Regions from separate parts of the Bombyx mori genome. Here region 1 is linked to region 2. The links are chromatin contacts, called in public Hi-C maps. All regions are on one chromosome and are shown on one strand. Each heading gives the region's core, a stretch centred on a gene start, on an enhancer-like site or on the middle of the called end of the contact. The rest is flanking DNA. Distances are from core to core; before and after follow the strand shown.

Evidence for each region. A called contact is a pair of places that touch in the nucleus more often than the background predicts.
Region 1: a contact with region 2 is called in a Hi-C map of middle silk gland, with 2.1 times the contacts expected there. The contact joins the enhancer-like site here to the promoter of LOC101737263 in region 2. A contact is called at or near these places in 6 of 7 Hi-C or Micro-C datasets (middle silk gland, posterior silk gland, an unstated tissue and 1 more).

Annotation. Positions count from the first base shown.
Region 1 is chr21:4,865,205-4,869,424 of ASM3026992v2, reverse strand. It overlaps LOC101737263, which reads right to left. Exons shown (of 23, transcript XM_038018626.2): 9 at 3,608-3,746; 10 at 2,866-3,031; 11 at 2,215-2,371; 12 at 1,530-1,630; 13 at 680-1,030; 14 at 1-234. Among protein-coding and RNA genes, the nearest start is that of LOC134200849, 6.8 kb to the left of the region's middle. Within about 2 kb of position 2,329, at least 3 of the 8 cell types and tissues checked have open chromatin away from gene starts, as enhancers often do.
Region 2 is chr21:4,817,177-4,821,347 of ASM3026992v2, reverse strand. It overlaps LOC101737263, which reads right to left and starts at 2,585. Exons shown (of 23, transcript XM_038018626.2): 1 at 2,456-2,585; 2 at 1,983-2,079; 3 at 1,605-1,672; 4 at 307-849. The coding sequence starts at 1,670.

The sequences.
Region 1 (4,220 bases), core at 1,080-3,579, 48 kb before region 2:
GCGCGACAGTGCCGGGTCATCTTCTATCCGGATGAGTCGCTTCACAGTATCGTCTTTGGAAGCTCGCAGCATTTGTAACCGAGATATGAAGACCTCCGGGTTCATAGTGTCTGGGAGGAGCAGCGGATCCACCATGACTACGTCCTGCGTGTTCGAAGGTGTCGCCGGGGGTGGGGGCGGGGAGGGGGGCGACGCCGGCAATGAGAGAGACATACGATCGCGCATGCGTTTTACCTGCGAACAGAATTATTATTAATCAATCAAACGGCAATCATCAATATTCTAAGAAGATTTTTGTCGGATAATTTAACTTTTTTTTTATTAACAAAAAATGTTTACCAAAAATCAAATCACTACATCATTTGCAAGTTTTTCGAGGCACATCATACGACAGATTTCGATTTTTTAAACTAACATTAAAACATGTTTTAGTTGTTAATGTTTTATTTTATTGCACATTCTGAAGAGTTTCACAATAACTGCCCATAAACTTTATTCAATTGTGTTTTGTCTGATTACGTTCACTGGTTTGCCTTACAATAAATTTGACAGTGTGCATGGGCTTTTCAATGATATGATTTAGAGGCAAACGCTTAATATTTGTCTGTTGTTATGTGAACTTTAAAGGGTACAATATATCAGGCACTAGGCCTAGAGTAGATCATTAAAGTTTACTTACAGTTTCCAAGTTTCTAAATAGGAAACAGTGTCGCTCCTTGACCAGATTCCTCTCTTTCGCCGTGAGAGGTTTCATTTGTGGTTCCTGCCACAGTTTGTTCAAGTGCTGTTGGTACTTCAGTATGGTCATGTTCTTGATGTCGCATGTACTAACAGCCTGCTGTTCAGACTTCTTGTTGCATTTGACCGCTTTCCTCGGTCGACCTACCCGTGGTTGGTTTCCGTTGGAGCCTAGCGATTGGTTGGACGCGTTTGACGGCGTCCGTGATTGGGTCTTCAGTGGCTGTTTGGTGATGCGCTGCGATTTTCCACCAATCACACCGCGACAATCTTCCGAATCACATTTACAAGGCTGAAAAGGTTTTTTTTTTAAACTTGTATTCTGACTGCCAATTAATGTGAATTACGTTTAATATATGAAATGACAAACAATATCTAATCTACAAATCAATAACAAACTATCGAACAATGCCAGAAATCAAAGAACCTTCAACTGGCAGCAATTGTACAAATTTTTAAATTATCTATATCACAGGAAAGCCTTATATTTCATCCCATATCATCTCATTTCATTTTATTTCATCCCAGTTGAAATGTCTCAAATTAATCATCTTCATTTCATTTTACACCATTATCATTTTTCATAAAAATAAGAATATAAATTAAAATAAGACAGGACCTAAAGGTCTTAGTTATCAGGTCATAAAATCCCTTAAAAAAATTAGTTATAGGGCCTCTAATGCGTGAATTTTTTAATACAACTCAACACAATAAAATACTCGTAGTGTAACAACGAACAAAAAATTGTTCGACGGTATTTTCTTGAATGTTATTATGATGGGTATTCATACCTGACCGACTGCCGGATTGAACAGCGAGAAGTTGTAATCATAAGTCAATTCCTCGCCCGACTCGATGTCCCGCAGAGCAAACAGGGCCATACGAAACGTGCCTGCAATCAAATCGTTCGTTATAACAACACATTTACGAACGTCTCCAGAGTTTTTAACACTAAAAATATCATAATGGGTCAAATGAACCATTTTGATTTTTTGCATTGAAAATGCACGTGCCATCTTAATGCTTTTGCACATTTGACTTCATGCATTTTTCTTACCAATTAATCTACAGTTATTATACTTTTTTTGTTTGGTTTTGTTTATTTTGCGTAATACTTGCCGTATACCACGGCCGTCTGGTGTAGTGGTAAGTGACATGGTCACTACACAAGGGGGTTGCGGGTTCGAATCCCGCCAAGGGAAGATATTTGTATGATAAATATAAATGTCTTTTCCAGGGTTATGGATGTATATTAAATATATGTATGTGTATAATAAAAATCTTACATTTATTTCCGTTATCTGGTACCTGTAACACAAGTTCTTTACGAACTTATCACGGGACCAATTAACGTGGCGTGATTGTTAGTAAATATTTATTTATTTATTATTTATTTATTTATCTTCCTGCTATAGTAGAAATAGGTACCAGTGAGTGTTTGTATGATTAGTGTTAAAGTAGGAAATCCGCAATCACCATTAGAAGTCCACTTCTGCATTTCACAGTTGGGTCGGCAGGAGTGGTTGACGAACCTGCCGTCGCCGCCCATGCGGTGGCCGTCGATGACGAGCCCGCCGTCCAGGTGCAGGCAGTAGTGGTGCGTGTCGCGCGCGTACCGCGTCGCCATGCGCTCCTGGGCATTTCCACACAGTCACCATTCAGCTCTACCAATAGTACATTGTGCACCAAGGGAGAAAAGTAGGACATTTCCTCCCGCGTGTAAAATTGCCACCCGAGCCGAAAGCTATATACTATATAGGCTATATACTCATAAAAAAACAATTTCAATGTTTTTTAATTTTTAAATAAACTACTAATTGAATAAGAACTGTCTGATGAACTCATCTTTGTTTAATACTTCACTATTAAATTTTATTGCCTTTTGTTTATTACACTTTTACACTAAGCACAATATTGCAAATTACCCGAGCACAACAATGGCGGAGAATTTTAGGTGCGTGAGAGCAGACGTAGACACTAACGCGCATGCGCACTTGTAAGTACCCACAGAGGAAAAGTTACACTTTCTTTCCTGTACAACGGGACGAAAACCGAACTTTTGGCGTAGGTAGGAGAAAAAAATATTTGTTGCTTTGCAAACGGTACCGCTTATATTTCCAAACTCACCTTAAACTCTTTATCGGAGACGACCTCGCCGACGTATTCTAGTATGAAGTCGCCCGACGTGATCTTATGCTTGGTGCGCACGCCCCAACCTTTGTTCTCGGTCATGAATTTCTCCAAGCCGGACGCCCACTCGTGACGTTGTATCCTTTGATTCTTACATTTATCTCTGCAGATTTCAAACATAATGGTATAAACATATTGATGACTATAAAAAAAAACAGGAATCATTCTCATTACTGATGAGAGAACAACCCTTATACTGCTAAGAATGAATCATGAATGAATGCCTACTGGTGGTAGGACCTCTTGTGAGTCCGCACAGGTAGGTACCACAACCCTGGCTATTTCTGCCGTGAAGCAGTAATGCGTTTCGGTTTGAAGGGTAGGACAGCTGTTGTAACTATACCGAGACCTTAGAACTCATGTCTCATAGTGGGTGGCGCGTTTACGTTGTAGATGTCTATGGGCTCCAGTAACCACTTAACACCAGGTGGGCTGTGAGCTCGTCCACCCATTTAAGCAATAAAAAATTTATCAGAAATTCTAAATGAAAACATTACATTTCTTATGCTATTATTATTATTTTTTATTGCCTTTGTAGGCAGACGAGCATACGGCCCACCTGATGGTGAGTGGTTACCGTCGCCCATGGACTTCAGCAATGCCAAGGGCAGAGCCAAGCCGCTGCCTACAAAATTAAGGCGAGTATCAAAACGAAATAATATAGAAAGAATCAACTCACACACAAGGGCACAGCTGAGGAGAACATTCGGAATAAACAAGTCTGTTGATACAGTCCTCGTTGCAGCCGGACTGCGGGGCGCAGTTGCACGCCACGCTCTCGCACTCCTCGGCCGACGGCTTCACGTCGTAGTACACGTCTGGCCGAGGATATTGCAATTTGTTTCATTAAATGTATTTACACAGTTTATAAGGATCACAGAGATAGGAAAATTATTCAATTTTTATATAAAAAGTATGTAAGTATGTATGTAGTGAGCTTTGGCAGGAATAATGGCAGGAAGATTGGCCGATATGAAACATTAATATTACTTTGTACAGATGTAAATAGATGCGTAAAAGGATAGTATACGACATTTGTGGCATAATGAACAATAAAACATTGATATTAACACGTTCGCGTGAGCAACCTCATTTCTGAATATTGCTACTGTGGCACACCTTTTTCCCATACAAAGTTTAGGAACGTCTAAAAACAACCCGCTGTAGTACGTACATCTTACGTCATGGCGCTAAGTAGATGCGCCATAGGAATTTGCCCATATTTCTGCCGTGAAGCAGTAATTTTCGATCTGAAGGGTAGGGCAGCCGTTGTAACTATACTGAGACCTTAG
Region 2 (4,171 bases), core at 1,336-3,835:
TTGAGACCTTATAACTTATATCTCAAGATAGGTGGCGCATTTACGTTGTAGATGTCTATGGGCTTCAGTAACCATTTAACACCAGGCAGGCTGTGAGCTCGTCCACCCATCTAAGCAATAAAAAAAGTTGATAGTCTATTTTTTATGAATTTGCTAATTTCCAAAGCTTATACTCTTTGTAATTAAAAAAAATTATCATCCACACATTATTTTACTGTCTATGTTTTGCTGAGCTTTTACTATCAGGAAGTAAGTTTGCTTTTCTGATTACTAATTACTATGGCAATTCATTATAAAAAATCTTACCTTGGTTCTTGGTCTCCCTCTCCCCCTCTTTACAACAGCATCATTTGAATCTTCACTTTTAGTCTTTTTAACTACATTATTACTTTTGGCACTTTTTTCTTTACATTTCAATGCATCTTTACTGTCATCACTAGCTTTATCATTGTCACTATCACTCCTAGACTTCAATTGTGACTTTGATGGAGAACATTTAGAAGGTAAAGTTTTAGAGACTGCCTTCAAGGGTATATCATCATCACTTGATGAATCTGATGAACATTTACTGCATGAATCTGAACTAGAACTAGTTTCTGATAGTTGAGATTTCTTTTTGACTGCTGTGGTTCGCTCTTTAACAGGAGTACTAGTACTTGAGTTTGTTTTCTTTTTTACAGTTGGTTTGGCAGCCTTCTTGGGTAAAACTTTTCTAGGTGGTATGGCTGCTATTTTCAGTTTTAAGCCAGTATCACAAGATGTGACTGAAAAGTGTGGTTTCCGAGCCAAACTCTGTTTAGCATTCGAACACTTCCAGTCACTGCCTGATGATTCAGTAGAGACACTATTCTGTAAAACAATAATTAAATTTCATATTTGTTGTGAGATCAGAATATTTTAATTATAAGACTATCCATAAGAAAAAACAGGTATATGATGCGGTTTATTCATGCTACTGTTAGTACTACCCATCATATAGCTATCCCTGTTGGTATATTCTTCTTTGTCATATCAATCTTGTCGCAGTGATCATGGTCATCACTCAGTACCTATCATTGCTGTGTTCAAATGTTATGTACCTCATGAGTAATCACCACTTCTCCTGGTTATATACCATTACTACATTATTATTAGTAGTAATATACTACTACTATCCCTAGTATTATATCACTGGTATGAGGATTTCCTAATTTACTTTCTAACCTAATTCTGCATTTCTTATCTAATCTGTTGGTAAGGTGCACTGTATTCTAGGACAGGTCGGTACTGGATATTTCAGCAAAGTACTTATGCATTCTAGTTTGTCATTAGAACAACATATAATCAATACAACTGTAAGGCAATTAACATTTTAGCCTCATGCCTCAAGGTGTACATGGGCAGTCAAGGTGATATCTATGGGTTCAGGTAACCATTTATCATCAATACTTAACTTGTAAACTTAATATACTTTAACTTTTGAATATACTTTTATAAATTTACCAAACTTCCAAAAGAACTCCAAATATAATACGGACTTTTTAAGTCAGAGAGAACCAGAACTAAAAAAATGTTTTGTACTTTCAACTTTAGGAATCAACAAAATTTTTATATACAATACTAACCTCTGAATCACTATTAGAATCAGTTTCACCGCTTGAATTCTGGTTTTTTGGTAAGTCTGTGCTCATTTCTGTAAATAAATAATTTATTATTAAATACTCACCCAAAATAAAATGAAATTTAACTAATACAAAATATAAATAAACACTGAGTTTTATGAGCCAACCTTGAACTTGATGCAAGTAGAAATATAATACTGTAATTAAGTTTTTGTCAATGTTTAAAGCTATGTTATGTGTTTATCAAGCACTATAGGCCTTACTCTAGTTTTACTATTAGAACTTTAATAATCGATCTCTCTGACATAAATATGTCGTACAAAACATGTTGTATTTAATGTTTTTTTTTTCAAATTTAGTCTATATGCGTGAAGTACTTACTTCAAGGTTGGTCAAGATGTTTCCAAATACGATAGCATGAATCCCCTCATTTCAATCAAAACTCCGTAATGGTACAGTTATCTAAAAAGTAAAATAGCTGTAAGCAAAATTATTATACAGCATTACTTATTTACGCCTTATTACGAATATTTACTGTAAATATTGAATTTCTTTACAGCCTAATTTGTAAGAATGACAGTTCTGACGACACTTGAAGGTCCACTTTTAAACGCAATGAAATTGAGCGCTATCGGTAAACCAATAGAAACATTAACTGAAATACAATTAGATATTTTAGAAATTGTTCTTCCTTCGTGTAAGACCCGTCATATTAGGCATGCATAACGGTCTTTTAGGGCATTGGCGCCAAGTGCATACGTTTACGATTCTAATTTATAAAGAGAAACTCATAACATCACTATAGAAACTAAACATAAATTGATTAATATACCGAATGAAAGTATCTTACGAACCACAAAAATAAACTCCATCAAGAAATTAAACAAAACAATCCGAAAACAAGAATTACTTCACAGTATAGCATAACTTGGCCTCCATGTTTACAAATCACTTCGTATAAAAATTGGACATCATACGTAAGTACCGTACAATGGGGTAAATAGGGACAAAATCGACCTTCAGATTGAATTTTAAAATAGTTCCAATTAAATAGTCACTGCTCAACCAAAGAAATAAGTTGAGTCTTGAACGTACCTAGGTGATAAAAACCGTTACATAATTTTAATTATTAATTTTAAAGAAATAATCGGTAAAATAATGGCCGTCCCAATTTACCCAGCGTCCGGGGTAAATTGACACGGTTAAGGGTTAAATTGGGATATTTGTAAGGGTTGTCAACTCGCAGTACTGCGATATGTAGGTAGGTGCCATATAATTATTTATATGGACCGAAATGATGAATACAATCCATAATTTAAGCACAATACACAACATAGTGTAAATTAAGCTGGTTTCTATTCCGAAGCGATGTGACGTGAATGATAATCAACAATAAATTGATCAAAAAAAGTATGTGCATGTTATATTTTAGAAAATTATTATTTAATTTCCTTAAAAATCACAACTCTGAAACAAAATGATAAAATAGAATAAAAAATAGAAAACAAAAGGACTGGAAATGCAATAATACAATTTTATTTAATCAACATTTTCAAAATAATCTTTGAGCAAGAGTAACATATCAGGTGAATAAGATAAAAAAACAGCTTTATCTGATTACTGCCAATAATAACAAAAATAAAAGAAATTCTTTCTAAGCTAAATAACTAAACTCAATTAATTCACTCACTCATAATTGGATATCTCGGATTTTTAATTAATGTTACATTTAAAATCTGAGGCCTGTTTTTATTTGTGTGTGCGTTTTGAATGTTAACAAAATCATGATTCGACGCGTGAATAGATTCTGAAATAACAAAAGTTTTGCTTCGTTTGAGTTCTTTTAACTTTTAATTTTTTTTATTGCTATAAAGAACATACGACCGGGCAGATATTACAAGGTAAATGTCGCGAAAAAAAAGTAATTATATATATATACTTTTTTTTTACCTATAATACTTACATAAACTAACTGATAAACACATTAACCTTCTTTACATCACGCAATTAAGTGATAGTATAGGCTAAAAAATCTATTATAAGATATCAGTGACAACCCTAACAAGCCATCCCTATTTTGTCTTTTCGCGTTCCAATTTTGTGTTTTCTCGTCCCTAATTTTTCCAGTCTCGTTCCCAATTACCCTACATACGTCCCAATTTTCCCCAAAAAGAAAGGAAAAAATATACATTTTTTATTTTGTCGAAATATTGTATTTAAAATAAGAATATTGCAACTTACCGTTTGTTGTGGTATTTCCAGGTGTATTAAAAACTTATATAAACTGTGATCTTATTGAAAAAACAATGATAATATTACTTTTTTTAAAAGTTCTTTAAGCTGTTTTAAAACGCACTTTTCAACCACTATTTTCAATTTAATTTGACGAATTTTTGGGACCAACTTAACTCATATTTAGTACTTCCATAGTTAACTTGGTTTTTCTTCTATACATTGATAAATATTAACATAAACAAAATTAGGTTGATTCCGTGCTACAGGTACTTTGAGAATCTTCCGCAGGTTTGTCCCAATTTACCCCAGGATCCCAATTTACCCCATGTCATGGT